Linked DNA regions of Gossypium hirsutum: region 1 is linked to region 2. A link is a contact called in public Hi-C data. All regions are on one chromosome and are shown on one strand. The core of a region is the stretch at or near the end of the contact, and the rest is flanking DNA. Distances in the headings are between cores, read along the strand shown.

Region 1 (2,700 bases), core at 189-2,688, 290 kb before region 2:
GCATTCCTATAAAAAAATTACCAATTAAATACAACTCAAATGATAGTCTCTTTAGGACAAACTATCTTGTTTAGAGATCGTAGAAGAAACAAACCTTGTCAACAGCATCACCAGAGGCCGGGATATTCTCATAATTCTTATACTGTTCAAGCCTTGTCAATCTATAATCTTCCCTGGTTATGTTCAATCTTTCCCATGGAATTCCCTGAATGTCCTTCCCCTTCCGTGCTTGACCAGAAGATGTATCAGTCACCTTGGTCAGCTGCTCAAATGGTCAAATGGTCAAATTATAGCTTGAAAGTGATTAATTTCATCATTAATTCTAAAATAAACTAAAACTAACAAAAATATACAAATAAATACATATAACCAAAATGAAAAACAAACCATGTCATATTCATGGGCATCCATGTCTCCACCAGCTCTACCATAGTCGTCTTCATCCATATCATCAATGATATCTTCAGCCATGTAATAGAAATCCCCCAGTTGCAAACGGGACATGCTATATTTGCATTCAACTGTGAAATTATCAAATTATTGCTGTTATTTTCTTATGTTTTCCTTTCTCAGAAACAAAAATGAATAAAAATCATTGGAAACCTAAAGACAATATACTAATTGGAGAAAAGGGTATTCCTAAAATCATGGAAATAAACTTACAAGCAGACTAGCAAACATTACTTTTCTTTTATCATAGAAGCAAATATTCACAGGATTTACTAAACCTACTTCCAAACAAACCGCCTTAAAAAACCTAAAATATAATAGAAGACCCCAGAGAAACCCTAAAAAGAAATGGAATTTAGAACAAATATTCCCAGAAATCATAAAAGAAACTTACTTCCAAACAAACCAATGAACCACAATAACCCAAAAAAACCCTAAAATATGATTAAATCATATCTAAAATACGATATGAACTGAAAAAAAAAACCCAAAACCATCAAAACCCACCAACAAAATAGGAACATTTCATACAAAAGTTCCGATTTTTCCAGAAAAAAAAAAGAAATAAAAACATGTACGAAGACAAGCCAGAAGAAAATGATCGAACATAAAGATAAAAGGAAATAGATTGCAATAAAATAAAATAAACAAAAAAAAAGGAGAGATGGGATGTTCTTACTAAAAAAGAATGAATGATGTTCTTACATCAAAATTTGGTCTGGGATGGGAAGGTTTTGGCCTTTGGGTGATTTGTTGTTTATTATGTTATTTTACTAATTATTTTATGTATTTTTAAGTAGAAAAAGGAGTAGAGAACATAGAGATAATAATGAAGATAGTTTTGGGGTTCGGCCAAAAATACGTCTTTTAATTCATGCCTATCGCGCGCACCATGTTTTTTGGGCAGTTCTGCTGTGAGCTCTGAAAAAAAAAAAGAAAAAAAAAAAACAACAACAACTAAAACAACACAGCCTTAAGATCAACTTTTAGCCCTTCATCAAGTTACAAGTTAAAAATAAATATACTACCATAAATTTTTTTATTTTCTCCTTGATACTATCTAAGCCTATTCATTATTGGGTTACCTCGCTCAATTCAAAAATCATACAAAAAAAATAAGAAGATTTAGATAAAAATATAAAATCAAAAAATAGATTTAAGTAAAAAATTAAAACTTATTTAGAAAACGGGTCTGGCTTTAGATAAAACTTTTTTGACTCTGCCCAGCTTGAATATCATTTTTTTACTCTTTTTTTGTTATTTTCTTATTTTTTACTATTTTACTACTATTTCACTATTATTTTCTACTATTTTCTTATTTTGTTATTATTGTATAACTATTATTTTATTGTTAATTTTGTTACTATTTTAGAGACATTTACTTGTTAAGTTATACATATCTTATTATTTAAGCATGCATATTTTTTAAAATTTATTTTCAATTTGTTGGGAAATATTTATTTTATTATTTTTAGTATTTTTGATGTATTATATTTTTAAAAAATTATATAAAAATATAAAAAACTTAATATGAGCCGAGTCGGACCTAGATTTTAACATTTTTCTCCAAGTCGAACTTGAATAAAATTTTAAGCCCATTTTTCAAGTCGGACTCAAGCCTAAATTTTAATTGGACCCGAACCCGACTCATGAACACCTCTAATACTATCTTATACTTTTTGGCATTTCTCAACAAACTTTTGGTAATTTCTTATATATTTTAATACTTCCTCATAAAATTTGATATTATTTCATAATTTTTTAAATTAAAAATCGATACTCTCTTATATATTAATCCCATGTTTATCGGTACTCTCTTAGATATTTTTGCAATCCCTCTTTTTTCTATATACCTTCATATTTGTTGGTATGGTTTCAAAATTAAAATTTTGTAAAAGATATAATTCTATGTTAAAATATTGAAATGGATAGATTAAATTAATAATAATTTTTAAAAATTAAAATTAAAATAAATTAACAAAATTTTAATATGAACCGAAAATTAGTATATCTCAAGTTTTGGTATATCCTCATATTTTTTTTTGTATTCCCTCATGTTTTCTAGTTACCCATCAATTTTTTAGTATTTCTTCATGTTTTTATGGTAATCCCTCACAATTTTGGTATTTGCTCATACTTTTTGGTAATCCTCATGTTTTTTGGTATAATCTCAAATTTTTTATATCTTCTCATAGGTACCTCGTTATGTTTTCAAGTAGCCTCTCATATGTTTTGGTATACTCTAATGTT
Region 2 (2,700 bases), core at 176-2,675:
AGGTTAATGTTTTGTGAAAGGGTCTTGACACTCATTGATATCGAGATTCATTTAAATTTTAAATAGTAAAAGTTTGAAATTTTTAAGGTTTAGGATTAGAGTTTTAATATGGTATTGAAATGGACATCAACGATTATAGGTGTCAATGTTTGTTTATATTTAAAAAATGTTTAGACTTAGGATTCTGTTGGAAAATTTAAATGATCTTTGGAGCCTGTTGAACTCTTATTAAAATTTTAAAAAATCATTTAGATTTAGGGGTCCATTAGAGTATTTAATTGGGTGTTGAGGTATTTTTAAATGTTGAGATTTTATCTCTTAACACCCGCCATAATTCCAAAGGCGAAAAAATCTTGATTATTTAAGGAATACCTTAACACTAATGAGTATTGAGATAGTTTTAAAAATCATGTTTTAAGAAACAATCTCAAAACAATAATATTTATGAAATAAATAAAATTATTTATATTTGTTATAACAACCAAGTTTTTAGTAAAATAATTTTTTTTTATATTTTATTTTAACTCTCTATAGCAAATTTCCACTTATAAAAACAACAACCAAAGCTACAAAGTTATGAAGTACATTCTTTTTTAATCTAGTTCTCTATAACAACATACTATTTAAAAAGTAAAATTACAGCTATTTCATTTAAGCAAACTTATTAATTACAATTTATTAGATAAAAATAATCTTAACTAAAATATTATTTCAATAAAATATTTAAATTTCACATGAAAAAAATCTATTAATTATATTTTATTAAATGAAATAATCTTCAACTAATAGAATTAAAGATATCAATCCAATAAACTATTAAGTTCCATAATTAAATATTTTAATATGAATTTGGAACATCATAATCTTATAAATTGATTACTTGAATTTAATAGTTGATTAATTTAATTTGATAACTCATACTGATTAATTGAACTTGTTAGATTTATAAAGTTCATAATTAATCATGTGAAAAAATATAAAGTAAAAAATACATAAAAGTAATAATGCATGCACTTGTTATAGGTATTTTAATTTTGTTTATTTTATGGTAAGTTTATAATAATTATTTATCTATAATAGTATGTTGTTTTAGGTGCATAACAATCATCTCTTTATAACAGATAAAATCTTGACAAACGAATGAGATTATTATAAAGATAAATTTATATTTATTTTAAAATAAATTTAATAAATTATTTCTTAAAACTAAAACGATCCTAGTAACGATTAACCTTTATTTTATTCAATAAATATATTTAATTATGGAAATTGACTTTATATAATTTATTTTATTCATCATCTTGAAAATAAAAAAAAATATAATAAAAATAGACAGTTAAATTATATGAATATAAATATCTTCCAAGGATTCTCATATTTCAAGTATAAATATCTTGGATCTTGGTCATATTTTAATTTAATTACAGAAAATACGTGACTAGGAATTTACAAATAGACAATTGGGTTGAGCATCCCACGTGGCGCAAACCCAGCAATTGAGACCAGAAATCCCAATCCATGATTCAGTGAACTGTGAGAGATCAGTATAGTAGGCTTCATTTCTTTGTTCTCTCTGCCTATACAAGCACAAGATCTCAATCCCAAGACGTACAAAGGAGAAAAAAAGGGAAAAGAAGCAATGGATTCTATTTCTCTACGTTCACTCCATTTTCAAATCCCAGCTCGGAAGCAACTCAAATTCCTCCCCGACGCTACTATTTTCAGCCTCAGGATTTCTTTTCCTTTCCCGTTTCCGCCGGGAATCAACCGCCACCGTAAACACTCTCATTCTCTTGTTTTCGCCGTTTCCTCTACTCCCACTAGGTACCCTTTTCGCCTTTCTCCTTTCTTCTTCTTTTTACAACATTCGTTGTCTAGGCTTCTTCTCCTTCTTATCATTGTTGATATTTAATTATACTTAACTTTTGCTGATGAGAAATGTCTGCAAATGGAAAGGTTATTTGAGTTTTACTTTTATTATGATTGAAAAATCTAATGACATAGTTTTTTCCTGATTGATTGTATGAAATGGTATCGAATCCTCTTGAGGATGGAGATTGCTAAAATGGGTTTCTTTTTTTGGAGCAGAGAAGAAGAAAAGAAGAAGAAGATGACGAAAGTGAAACCAATGTCTGGAAGTGGCAAAGTAGGGCTTAATGTCTGTTTAGACCACCAAGTTCAATTTGGTGAGCATGTAGTGATCTTGGGGTCCACAAAAGAATTGGGATCCTGGAAGAAGCAGGTGCCTATGAACTGGAGTGAGGATGGATGGATATGTGACTTGGAGTTGAAAGGGGGCGAGTCTGTTGAGTTCAAATTTGTGGTTGTTAGTAAGGACAAGAGTGTAGCATGGGAAGGTGGAAATAACCGTGTTCTGAAACTGCCTCAGGGAGGAAATTTTGGGATGATATGTCACTGGAATTCCACAGAGGAGACGTTGGAATTATTGCCTTTAAGTTCGGAAGAATATGTTGACAGTGTGGATGATGCTGGTCATAGTGAATCGACATCTACTACTGATGCCTTGGAGGTCGAGGCAAGTCCTTTTGTTGGACAATGGCAAGGGAGGCCTGCTTCCTTCATGCGGTCAAATGAACATCACAACAGAGAATTGGAGACGAGATGGGATACGACTGGTCTTGAAGGGTTGGCTTTGAAATTAGTTGAAGGTGATAAAAGTGCAAGGAATTGGTGGAGAAA

What was found. Hi-C and Micro-C count contacts between places; a contact is called where the count stands out from the background.
Region 1: a Hi-C map of leaf shows a contact between it and region 2, with 2.0 times the contacts expected there. The contact joins the promoter of LOC107903786 here to the promoter of LOC107903789 in region 2. A contact is called at or near these places in 5 of 34 Hi-C or Micro-C datasets (callus, fibers, hypocotyl and 1 more).

Annotation. Positions count from the first base shown.
Region 1 is chrA10:76,497,082-76,499,781 of Gossypium_hirsutum_v2.1, reverse strand. It overlaps LOC107903786, which reads right to left and starts at 1,438. Exons shown (of 11, transcript XM_041079190.1): 1 at 1,156-1,438; 2 at 388-521; 3 at 95-262; 4 at 1-6. The coding sequence starts at 504.
Region 2 is chrA10:76,203,276-76,205,975 of Gossypium_hirsutum_v2.1, reverse strand. It overlaps LOC107903789 (phosphoglucan, water dikinase, chloroplastic), which reads left to right and starts at 1,425. Exons shown (of 19, transcript XM_016829956.2): 1 at 1,425-1,824; 2 at 2,089-2,700. The coding sequence starts at 1,640.